Regions from separate parts of the Mus musculus genome. Here all the other regions are linked to region 2. A link is a contact called in public Hi-C data. All regions are on one chromosome and are shown on one strand. The core of a region is the stretch at or near the end of the contact, and the rest is flanking DNA. Distances in the headings are between cores, read along the strand shown. Region 1 overlaps Antxr1 (anthrax toxin receptor 1). Region 2 overlaps Antxr1 (anthrax toxin receptor 1). Region 3 overlaps Antxr1 (anthrax toxin receptor 1).

Region 1 (3,956 bases), core at 160-2,659, 75 kb after region 2:
AAGCTCAGTGGGACCTGGTGCTGTGCCCACTTCACCTTTCTCCCAGTTTCTTCCTGAAATATCTTTTCTAACCTTCATTGCCTGGACAACTGACTTTTGGTGCTGGATAAGACAAAAGTCTCTAACACATAAAGCAACTACTATGTGCTTGGCCTTCCTAAGGCACTCCAAAGATACAGAAGACTTTGCAATCACAAACCACGTAGCTGGACGGGAAGACAGAGCAGAGGGTGTCACCGCCGACCTCTAGGGGTTGTGCTTACATTAATTCTGTCTCTGGATTTTCTGTATCTTACAACAGCGGTTCTCAATCCCCCTAATACTGAGACCCTTAAACACAATTCTTCATGTTGTAGTGACCCAACCATCCGACTATTTCGTTTCTACTCCATATCTGTAATTTTGCTACTGTTACAGATCACAGTGTGAAGATCTGCTGTGCAAAGAGTCTTTGCCCCACAGGTTGAGAATGCTGTCTTACAGGGGTTCTTTCTCCGTGAGGGAGCTTCCAGAGTGTACATCCGATTTGGTCTCTTTTCTCCTTTTAGGCACAGTACAGTGTTTCAAATGGAATGACTTGTCCAAAGGAATGACTGAGAACAGTGACTTAACTATGGATAGATAGGAAGAAATGAGAATTCAGCAGGTAATGCCTGTCATGCGTCTCCTGAAGCTACATCCCTGCCACAGACCCTTGCTGGAAACAACCCTACCAGCCTCTCTGCAGAGAGCTTGGCTTTGGACGAAGAAGGTGACAACACCCTACAGCACAGTACAGGTAAGGCACTAGCCAGGGCACAGTCTGTGGCAAGTCCAGACAGCCCTTGGCTGGCCTTGGGAGTACAGTGAAACTGGGGGGCTGGGAGTGGAAGGAAGATAAACCAGAGGTTCATGGACAAGGCGCAGGTAGGATGGGGAGGCGCCACAGAATGCAGGATGCTCACACATACAGTATCTGTGGCAAATCGGACTCATTCTAAAAGTTTTAATGGCTTCCAGGTCTTCTTCTTAAAGACAGATTTGACATATATCTAGGCTGGGCTTGGACCTTCTGTGATGATCTTAAGAACTTCAAGTGTTAGGGGTGCCTTTTCTAAGTCCATGAACTCAGGTAAAAGGAGACTGTTTTCATGCTTGAGAGCGAAGCCGCTTTCCTGATGTTGGGTTGTGCTTAAAAGAATCCTAGGAATATTTTGGTTGTCACTTATTCAAGTACTTTTTAATCTTGGAAGGAATTGAACAAAACATTAAACTCTCTGCTCTGGGCGCTGAGCGAATGAACACCTGCTTTAGCAGCCACATGAAGGCAAAGGAATGCAGGCGGGCGGGCGGGCGGGCGCCTGCAGCTGTGGCACTGTGTCCAGGGAGAAGTATGCCTCTGAATTTCCTGTGACTCTAGTACATATGGGGGCACAGCTGTTCCTGGAAGGGGCAGGTGTTTACCCGTGAGACTTCGCTGCTCTCCAGGGGACAGAGGGAAGAATGTGTTTGCTTTGGGGACTCGGGTGATATGATTTGTGTCAGTCCCAGATGAGATCTTCTTTACAATTAAAAAAAAATTAGACTCATTTGTGTGTAGTTTCTGTGTGGGATGGGTGGTGTGGTGTATGTGGTATGTGCTGTGTATTGGGGTGTGTGTGTGTAGTATGGTATGATGTATGTGTGGTGTGGTGGTGTGTGTTGTGTATGTGTGTTGTGTCTGTGTGTGCTATGAATGTTTGTAGTGTGTATGTTTGTGTGTGGTGTGTATGTGTGTGTGTCTGTGTGTGTGAGTGTGTGTGTCTGTGTGAGTGTGTGATTGTGGTGGTGGTGGTGGTGGTGGTGTGTGGGTGTGTGTGTGTGTGTGTGTATGTGTGTGTGTGTAGGTGGAGGGCAACTCTGAGGAGCCGGTTCTTTCCTTCTATGGCAATGACTCTTGGGGACGGAACTTTGGTTCTTAGACTTGGTGGCAAGTACCTTTAGCCACTGAGCCATTTCTAAATAAGATCCTGAGGAGAAAGTCACCTGAGAGCCCAGGACAATGTGATTTATGGCAGTGTGACTATAAGTTGCCAATATTGTCTGAGCTGGGCCAAGCATCTCCCACTGGGTCATGGCCTAGCCTGCTGATTTTGTGTTTAAATTGTGGTCAGTTAGCTTAGGAGCCTCAGGAGGAAGGTCTCAGGCTCTACTCTTGATCCAATTTCCCACATTGTTACCCTCCTCTTTCTTCTCCTCATTCTTTCCATGTTTCCTCCCACTGATCCAGCTTCTGGATCCTCTACGTTGTGCATCCCATGTTGTCAGCTCGCCATCATAGCTGGTTACTAACCCAGAAGTCAGCCTACGCTTCAGCCCTCTGGCTTAGCCTGGGCCACCAGGAGCAGGTGTGAGTGGGCACACTGGCCGTCCTCTAAGGCCTGTGCACCTGTGGCACACACACACACACACACGCACGCACGCACGCACGCACGCACGCACGCACGCACACACACACACACACACACACACACACACACTGCCTCAGGCTCTTATTCAACAACTGGGCTCATTAAATATACAGTTTACACAAGCTTATATCGGATGTTGGGACACCTCAAAGCTTAAGTTGTCAAAGTAGAAAGGGGGAGAGACCGAGAAACAGAAGACTAGGAAAAGCAAAGCTAAACTAGGGCAAAGGCTGAGGCCTGGCACGGGAGGCCCTGGCTTCTGACCCTCTGACTGGAAGACAAGGATCCTAATGAAATATGGCAGTCACAAATTACCTTAAGGCCACACAGCCTCAGCACTCGGGGGGGGGGGGGGGGAGGAGGGAGAGGTCACAGCAATTTGACAGATTTTAGTTGGAGAAATGGGAGAGTAAAGTATAAACTATAATAATTCATAACACTCCTTATGAGAAGGGAGGAGACTGGGCAGGGTGGGTGGGCAGTGACCCCAGTGTGCATTGCTCTCTCAGTCCGCTGTGTGAGTGACCTCGGCCTGTGCAGCCCAGCCTGTGGCCACACTAGCTTTGGCTCGTCTTCCCATCTAACCTCTCCAGCGAGAACACAGCTCTGAGGATACCTGCCTGTTTCTCTTCTTTCACATCTGCTATGCTCAACTAATAGTTGCCCTGTTGCTACGCAAGTCTTGTCTTATTATTTTTGTCTTGCTTGCTTTAAAGATTTACTTTGCTATTTGTTTATGTGTATGTACATGTGTCTGCATGTGTTCGTGTGCTTTGGGGTACCCATGGAGGACAGAAGAGGGCAGATTTCCTGAGGCTGGAGTTATGAGTAGTTATGAACTGACTGATATGGGTGAAGGGAATAGAACTCTAGTCCTCTAAAGAGCAAGTGCTCCCAACAGCTGAGTATCCTCCCAGCCCTGCCCCTTAAAAAACAGTATTTTAGGTTTTTTACTATTTTGTTGTTTGATCTTTCAAGTTTTATGCTGAGGTGACCTATAACTTTTTTTTCTTATGCAAACACTTAAGACTAGGAATTTCCCTCTGAGGGCCACTTTGGCTGCACTCTAAGTTTTGGCATGTGGTGTGTCTCAGTAATTGAGCAGTTCCGAGTGTTCCTTAGCTCACATTGGCTCATATATTACTCTGATGTGTGGTTTGAATTTGGAAGCATGCAAGATTTTAAAAATTGGTTGATAACTTAATCTGCTATGGATATTTAATGTTTTCATTCCAGAACAAGAATGTGGTCTGTATGACGCAGACCCTTAGGCGGGCGGCAGAGGGGAAGTGACTAAGCAGAAGGTTTTAAAGTGCATTTTATTTAATTAAAAAAAAATTTTTTTTTTTGCTTTTACAATAGACGAATAGAAAACTATCCTACTGGATTTCAGTCACTCACTCTAGGATGCTTCATTATTTTATGGGCCACTAAAGAAAACCTTTGCCCATTAAATCATGGTGCTTTATTGATTGACAGAGTCACCTTAATGTCAGAGATGTTAAAATGTGTGTGAGGGGAACAGTG
Region 2 (3,883 bases), core at 894-3,393:
ACCAGACTCATGGCCTCCTTTGCAGCAATGGAAATGAAACAGAAGAGATATGTGCAGGTCTAGCTTGTGTCTTAAAAATGAAGAGCAGAAAAAGAAACAAAACCAAAACCAAACAACAACAACCATAACAACAACAACAACAACCATAACCACAACAACAACCACCACCACCACAACAAAGTGAAGCGCGTGACCTCTCCTTCCGGTCTTGGGATAAGGACCACTCCTAGGGGTTGGTGGGATGATAAGGCTGAAGGCCTCTGGGCCTTTGCCCACATGGGGAGACCATACTGAACACCTTGTTTGGATTTATTGAGTTTTTGCTGGATCAGCTGATGGGTGATCCAAAATTATATAATTCAAGAAAGGCAATCCTAAAGAAAAAGTTTAATTGCAAAGGAGAGGCCACAGGACTAAGTATCTAGAGGCTACGGCAGGCTCTCGCGGTGACATCCCGGGGTTAGGCAGAGCTTTGGGGGTGCCTCTTAATTTCCGCTAGGTAACTGGATGTCCTGCTGTTCTCAGGTGAGGCTCACCGTGACCCTGCCTGCCTCCTAAACTGAAACCAAAGGCGGACAGTTCTCCGGAGCCCTGGAGGCTCTCAGATGACATCTGCAGTTGTACGGTCAGAGAAATGGAAAATTTATAGCCCCGAGAATCTGGGATTCATTTAGGAGCATTAATTTAAGTGATCCAACCTCAAAATTGTTTTCAGGCCTCCACTAGGCTCCAATATCCTTCCTCATTATGAAACCCTGTACAGCCAGGCCTGCAGTGCCCTGGTACCGACCAGCCTCATTTCTGTGGTTCAGGAGAGACCTCATCAGCTCTAAGATACGCGGGCTGGGCCAGGCTGATGTTCTGTATGATCTGGGGAGAAATCACTCATAACACTCCTAGTTAGATTTCAGAAAGAATCTTTAAAAGAAAGACCTGCCTTAAACCTATTAGAGAGGGTAGGGTATAAATAGTCTTGATAATTCCTAAATTAAAAACAACCTGGGTGGCAGTGGGTGGGTAGTGGAGCTGAAGCCATGGGCATGTTGGGCGAGGCTGCTGCTGCTGCTGAGCTGGGTGCCCAGCCCTAACAAAGCCTATTTGTTCCTAAGGACTGGACTTAGGAAGAATCTCGGCTGGTGTCTCCTGCATCAAAGAAATGCCGCTGGTCTGTATTCTGACCCAGGCTCACCTCAGGCTCAGCTGTACCTGGTTTCATAATAAGGAAGGACACTGGAGCCTACTGGAGGCCTGAACACAATTTTGAGACGGGATACTTTAAATGAATGTGCCTAAATGGGTGGCATCGCCTGGTCCCTCCTGATTGTACAATGCCTTACCAGCAGGGCAAACGCCATTTTGGGTGCCTAACCAGGCTCTGGCTACTCTACTCACTTCTCTGCTTTCCCATGTTTTCTGCTCACTGCTGTGACTCCCACACTTTCCTCTTCCAATGAACTGAGGAGAGCTGTGGGACAAGAGTGGCCTGTGTGTACTCCTGCCTTGATGGTCAACTCCGCAGCCTTCAAGTGATCGGCCTTCCACGGGTCTCTGACTCACAATGGCTAGCGATAGAGCTGGGCCTCATAGGGCCTTTCTCGGAGACCAGCCCTGGAGTGAATTCAGTCATGAACTCAAATAACCCTGAGACTCCTGGGAGAGGAAAGGTGACCTCATGCTTACTAAGACCCAGGTTGCTCAGCCCTGGAGGACCCCGCTGTGAACGGCAGCGGTTTGGCTCAGTGTCCCCTCTGAGGCTGTGGTCGCTGACCCCTCCCATTTAACTAAGGAAGAGGTTCCCGAGGCTGACAGATGTGGCTGACAGATGTGGCTGGGTAGGAGGCAGAGGAACGCAGCTGTGAGAAGTGATGGCCCTGGGCCCAGAAGCCTTGTCTTCTTGTGGCTGCAGCCATTTCCACCTGGTGCCTTTGTGTTTTCTAGTGCCCCCCTCTTTCAAAGCTCAGCACTTTGTTGTAGTATATGGTCTGGAAGAAGCTTCTGGAACAGTACCAGGCACCTCCCCGTGTTCCGTTAGTAGGCTGACTGGGGAGCTGAGGAAGGAGGCCGTGGCGCTGCAGAGGGACCTGGGGTTTAACGTCACCTCTGTGTGCCTCTGCTCAGCTCACGCCCCACCTCCGTCCTGTCTCTTCCTATCTCACTGTTTATGAGGAGTGCAGCCTTCTCTGTCACGTGCTCGCAGTATTCTACCCAGGCAGTGGGACCAGCCAAACTGAGGCTGAAACTTCTGAAAGGGTGAGCCATAGCGAACTTCCTCTTTTAAGGTAGCTTTCTGAAGTGTTTGTCACGACGATGAAAGCAGACACGGTTGTGGGTGTGGGGGACCCTCAGACATCTTGTCTTGAGATCTGACACCCTGTTCTGGGCCCTACACAGATGGCGTGTTCAGACTACTCCCAAGTTTCACAGTTAAAAATTGAGGAGTCCTTTAGGTTCTCATACTGAGATGTTCTTAAGATGCCGGCACGTTAGCAAGGGGAAGTCCCTAGATATGGCCACTGAGGAGTGAAGGATTATCAGAGTACTTATCTATACTTTTTAAAGCTGTGCCATGGGCTTTGAGGGCCGTCACATCCAGTGTTGGTAAACGTCTGTGGAAAGGGATTTGAGGACGGGACAGGCAAAGAGATGAAGGTATAGAGAGCACGGAGGGCTGGTTGGGTGGTTCTCACATGGTCTGAGCCATCTTCCTGGCCTGGAAAAGTGATGTTTTTAAAGGTGCCAGCAGCCCCAGGCATATGTTTTGGGGAATTGAGACAGCAGCTGTGTGGGATCGGAGCTAGGTGTTGCATGAGTCTGAGCATTGCCCCACAGCTGTCCAGCACATCCCATAGTCCCGCTTGCCTGTGTAGAGCACCTGAGCTGATGGTGGGGCAGTGGGCACTTGGATGCAGAACAAGCCAGGTTTGCGGTTTCAGGGTACAGCTCTCAAGGGAGGGAGAGTCGTATGACTGCTGCTTCTTTATTAGGCACAACCTGAGTCCAGATGGGATTCAGCAATCTCTGTGTGTGCACAGAGGCCGTGGTCAGTCCCAAGTGACTTCCTCAGTTGTTCTCTACCTTGACTTTTGAGACAGGGCTTCTCACTGAACCTGGAGTTTGCTGACTCAGCGGGGTTGGCTCTCCAGGTGGCCTCAGGGATCTGCCTGTTTCCACATCCCCAGAGCTGGGGTTCTGGGTGCACACTGCCATGCCTGGTAAACAAATCAACAAACACCCATGTTCTGGAAATCAGACCAGGGCAAGTACTTTACCTACTATGCCCAAGGGTGATATTTTTTATGGGAATAAAGGGGCAATCTTGAAAGACTGCAGGCATTGAACAGTGTACCTTCTGAGGAGATCCTAGTTTATTTTAGGATATTAGTTGTACTTACTTTTGGCTTGCTACTGCCAGAGATAACCTGACTGTACTGACACAGACCATCTGTGAAAGATGGCTGACACAGTAGCCTGACCTCATCACCTTCATTGCTACACAGAGACAAAGACCTGGCCGCTCTGTCAAAGCGGACAGCAGCCACAGTGACTGTGGATGGGACAAGGTGGAAGCGAGGACACTCAGTGTTCATGTGTCAGGGTCTAAGCTCACAGGGGCACAGAGTATGGGTTTTGCTCCCTCAATAGCAGCAGCTATGAGTCTGAGTACACCTGCCTGCTCTCAGGCTAAACAACTCATCGAAGATCTTCAGCCCCTTCCTCATAGGTGAAGCCACGGATTTTTAGATGATTTTTACTCATCATTTCAGCTTGGTTATTTTGATTGTAAGAATGCAATGTGTAATGAAAATGTTAGACATTTTTCACTTTAGGAAACTCTTAAATATTAAAGCTTTTTTTTTTCTGTGTCACCGTGTTCACTGTGATG
Region 3 (4,066 bases), core at 513-3,012, 100 kb after region 2:
GTTTTGCTGTGTGACAAGCAAATTCCCTCTGAGATGGAGTCCCTCTGTCTCCTGCAGCCCTCAAGGCTGTGCTGGAAGTGGACTGAGTTTGCTGTTCAAGCTGCTGCCCTGCTCCAGTGGCATGTATTTCTCTGAGTGAATGAGGGGCGGGCTGGCCACAGGTGGTGCCCAAGGGCATACCAGGAAAGGAAGAACAAAGGGATGAGACATCAGAGTTCACAGATCAACTGGCAAGTGCAGGGCTGTCCCGGGTCTTGTCCCCTCCGAACACGATCCCTAACCCCTAGGGTTTGCCCTCACAGAAGGCCAGTTCAAAAGCTCACTGTTTTGGGATGAAAAAATCAAATCCTCCGAGAGTTTCTGCCTTTCCTTGAGACTGGGGATTTACAGTGACTTTGGAAGCAGCTTCTACATTGTGGACAATGAAAAATGGTTTCAAACAGCACACACATTTTGGACACACAAGAGCAGTCCCAATGTTAAATAAAACTAACTGAATGCTTTCAATGTTTGATATTATCCCAAGCCAGAGATTCCAGATGTCTATGAGGAAGCCGCTGCTTGTGTCTAAACACAATTAAGAGGGTTTCAAGGTGTCAAGGAGAGAAAAAAAGGTGTGTCCTTCAGTTTTCCTAACTTAAAAATAGCGTTAGACCCCCTGTCTTCTGGGGCCACAAGGAGAAGACCCAGAGTGGGCGGTGAGCTGCGTGTGGGTGTGGTCTGCCTTCCTTCCCTCCTAAGCCTCTGGGCTGCCAAGCAGAAAGGATTGAAGCCCAGGAGCACCCAGTGTGATGGAAACTACAGCCCCCTGTGGCTGCTGTTTATCACTGCAGACAGAAGTCAGGAATTGTCCCTGTGATGGACGCCAGATGCAAATAATAACCAGGCTCCCAGCATCTGCCCTTCTGGAACCAGACCTCCCTCCATCTCTCCTGGACAGCCACTGAGTCACACGTCTTTAAATTCAGATCTTGCCTGCTGCAAACGCCTCCCCGAGGTTCCATTGTTATGATGATCTGTTTTCCCTCATAAGATACATTAGGTTTACTTCCATTTTCCTGACTTTATGTGAGGAATTCATTACAATGAGAGTTTCTTGGCTACTCCCAGCAAAAAACCTTCCAGATTGAAAAAGTCCCAGAGTCCACACATGCGAGTCCAGGATTCTGGTTTTTGCTTTATTCAGGATTAATCTGTTTAGACCATCTTGTTTTCATTCTTCCTCTAGAGTCTCCAGTGCTTTGTTGAGAAGCCTTGAGCTCCACAGGCCCTAACTAAGCTGGGTCTGCACGGGTGGTGAAGTACTTAGGCCACAGGAGGGAAGCAGGCACTCACTGCCTCCTTAGGGCTGGTTCAGTGCTGGGGATACAGAGGGACAACTCATGCCAAGCCTCATCTTGCTCCCCAAGATGGGCAACCTTGTTTTGTACCTACCCAGGAGGGGTCCAGATTCAGGTCAGAATCAAGAACGTCAATAGACCAGTTCCCCCACCACCACCACCACCACCACCACGTCATTAGCACTGAACAGGTCTCTGAAGGCCCCTGTAAGAGGCTGTGCTGGGAAACCTCCCATCCCCCACCCCCAGTGTCATATAAATGACATTGCTGGCAAGCCCCCCCCCCCCACACACACACACCAGCGACACCAGGACTTACTGAGCGTGACTGAGTCATTGATTTTGAAGCTGCAGAGGACCCTGTCCACATTGCGGGCATGTCGGAAGCCATTTCCTCTTACGACCACTTGAAAGGACTCTGAAAAGAGGAACCACAGCACATGTTACATGACCATCGCCTGTAAACTCGCTGTCTGCCCGCCACAGAGCCCCTGGCTGCGATTTCAAGAAGCTTCAGAATCCCAGGGATCAGGTCAGGTAGGAGATCAAGAGGGACACGGAGGTTTCTTCTACTCACTGAGCGTCCCTACCGTAGCTCCTGCCTGCAATGCCCCCCACCCCCGCCCACCTCCTCTCTATTTAAAGCTTACCCACTTTTCAAGTCTAGACCATTCTAAAACAACCAGAGGGGACAGAGGGAAGGGTCCTTCCTTCCTCCCCAACATCCCTCCTTCAGTCCAATTTACGGTTTGGAATCTCCCAGGAGACTTTCTTCAGACCCCAGATGCCTCATCAGCCTAAGGTCCCTGGCACATCAGAGCCTGCGCTTAAACCTTTGCTGGGCACACGGTTATGTAATGTCTGGTCATGGGCTTTAGTCTCTTTCTCCCCCAACCAGAACAGCATTCCTTGAGGTTAGCAGTTGTATGAAACCTCTACAGCTCTCTCCTCTCCCCTGGGGACACAGCTGTCTTGTGTAGGTGTCACTGTATACAGCTACTGCACTCTGTGGAGGTCAGGTGGCAAGCATGACCTGCTTGAAGGGACACTGGGACTTCAGTGCACTGCCATTTCTCTATGACTAGAAGAAACCTCATAGGCTTGCATATCAATTTCACACTGGTAGAGTGTACATCCAATTATTAACATGTACGATTGACATTGTTACAGGTTAAAAAATCTCTTTATAATATTGTCCTACCAAGGAAAGCAGCCAGTTAGTGACATGCGAATACCTGTTTATACTAGATATCAGGCAATTGATTCTATTTTTATTTATTTATTTATTTATTTATTTATTTATTTATGTGTGTCTGTGCACTTGCATCTAGAGGCCAGAGGAACAACCTTAGACGTTGCTCCTCAGGAACTGCCTATCCTGGTTTTTGAAGCAGAGTCTCTCCCTGACTTTCTGGTTGCTAAGTAAGCTGGGCTGGAGGGCCAGTGAGCCCAGTTGCCTCTGTCTTCCCAGTGACAAAGTTACACATATGTACCACCAGGATGGCTTTAAGAGTTCTCTCTTCTTGAACCCATGTTCTGGGGATTGAACTCAGATCCAGGTACCAAGCACGTTACCACCTGAGCCATCTGCCCAGACCTCACTCGCCTTTATCTTGATTACCTGTGTATCATTGAAAATTGGGGTTTGGAACAATGCTTTAGCAATATACAGAGACAGCGCAGGGTCAGAAGAAAGCTGCGGCGACTGTGAAAGTGTTCCTGAAGTAAGCAGCTCCCCAAGCAGAGACTGTCAGAGGGAGAATGTGTTAGGGAGCTAGCACATGTGACTCTTTCAAAGCTAAATAAATATCCTGAGCTTATGTCACAGTCATCCCCATGGAACTCAGAGATCTTGTTTGCCAAACCAATCACTGATGGCTAATGGCCCCTCATTGTGCCAGTCCAGTGATGAGCACGGTATGGATTTGATATCATTTCCATCTCCCCACAAGCCAGTGGGTGCAGCTGAGAAAGTGATCTCGTAGACAAGATGGAATCACGCAAGAGCACACAGATTAAAAAGACCCCAGACCTGATCTGGAATCCAGGGCAACCAGGCACCAGTGACTGCTCACTTTGCCCTCATCCGCTATCCTCCTAAAACCATTTGGTAATCCTAACTTTGGACCGGTGGCTCATTTGTCAAGACCTACACATGAGCCAGAGACTAATTGTGAGGAAGCCAGAGGCATGGAGGGTTGATATTGCAAATAGGAGGGAAAGGGAGGAGTCAGATGAGACCAGGAGGGCAATGGGATTAAAGTTCTGATCTTTTGATAATTTGCCCAGAACCAGCAAAGTTAGACTCATATTCTCAGGGTCAGAGCCTTGGGTTGGGAACTTCATTAATCGATACTTTTTTTCAGGACTGCAGTCATGAGCAGTAAGGATTTATATACGCATGTTGATACTTGCACACAATTGCTAAGTTAAGAAAAGTGGATTTAACACTTTATATGCTCCACACTCCGGTGCATTGCTGAACATCATCTGGTTCAGTGGGCGGTAGACACTTACTGCATCTTATTTCCTCAAGTCAGCTAGTTTCTAGTTTGAATGCCAGGCATATAGACATCTGGTTGACACTTCTGCTGATTTTGCATGTTTTCTGCCTTGCCTTAGGCCTCCCTCCCGTTTCCTCACAGATCAGCAAAGGGAGAGGAGAGGCTGGAAAGAGGCTGCACGCCAAGCTCCCTTCTCTAACACCATGTTCAGCACCGCCAGTT

The links. Hi-C and Micro-C count contacts between places; a contact is called where the count stands out from the background.
Region 1: a Hi-C map of double positive thymocytes shows a contact between it and region 2, with 1.5 times the contacts expected there. The contact joins two enhancer-like sites. A contact is called at or near these places in 4 of 484 Hi-C or Micro-C datasets (DN3 thymocytes, bone marrow-derived macrophages, double positive thymocytes and 1 more), 6 of 115 datasets of contacts at active chromatin or transcription factors (T-cell acute lymphoblastic leukemia, embryonic stem cells, large pre-B cells and 1 more) and 1 of 9 other capture datasets (embryonic stem cells).
Region 3: a contact with region 2 is called in a Hi-C map of pre-megakaryocyte-erythroid progenitors, with 2.3 times the contacts expected there. The contact joins two enhancer-like sites. A contact is called at or near these places in 1 of 15 datasets of contacts at CTCF or cohesin (CD8 T cells), 4 of 484 Hi-C or Micro-C datasets (the N1E-115 cell line, bone marrow-derived macrophages, nephron progenitors and 1 more), 4 of 115 datasets of contacts at active chromatin or transcription factors (T-cell acute lymphoblastic leukemia, double positive thymocytes, embryonic stem cells and 1 more) and 3 of 9 other capture datasets (adipose tissue, liver and pancreatic islet).

The regions. Positions count from the first base shown.
Region 1 is chr6:87,226,747-87,230,702 of GRCm38.p6, forward strand. The region is part of intron 12 of Antxr1 (anthrax toxin receptor 1); the gene reads right to left. Gm38851 (a long non-coding RNA gene) reads left to right here. Exons shown (of 4, transcript XR_003956461.1): 3 at 549-778. Among named protein-coding and RNA genes, the nearest start is that of Gm38851, 5.6 kb to the left of the region's middle. Within about 2 kb of position 1,410, at least 20 of the 459 cell types and tissues checked have an H3K27ac peak or open chromatin away from gene starts, as enhancers often do. A contact at or near this core is called in DN3 thymocytes, T-cell acute lymphoblastic leukemia and double positive thymocytes, where this site is marked.
Region 2 is chr6:87,150,903-87,154,785 of GRCm38.p6, forward strand. The region is part of intron 17 of Antxr1 (anthrax toxin receptor 1); the gene reads right to left. Among named protein-coding and RNA genes, the nearest start is that of D6Ertd527e, 48 kb to the left of the region's middle. Within about 2 kb of position 2,144, at least 167 of the 459 cell types and tissues checked have an H3K27ac peak or open chromatin away from gene starts, as enhancers often do. A contact at or near this core is called in DN3 thymocytes, T-cell acute lymphoblastic leukemia, bone marrow-derived macrophages and 3 more, where this site is marked.
Region 3 is chr6:87,254,124-87,258,189 of GRCm38.p6, forward strand. Antxr1 (anthrax toxin receptor 1) reads right to left here. Exons shown (of 18, transcript NM_054041.2): 10 at 1,660-1,758. The region is part of intron 3 of Gm38851 (a long non-coding RNA gene); the gene reads left to right. Among named protein-coding and RNA genes, the nearest start is that of Gm34170, 27 kb to the right of the region's middle. Within about 2 kb of position 1,763, at least 61 of the 459 cell types and tissues checked have an H3K27ac peak or open chromatin away from gene starts, as enhancers often do. A contact at or near this core is called in bone marrow-derived macrophages, fibro-adipogenic progenitors and pre-megakaryocyte-erythroid progenitors, where this site is marked.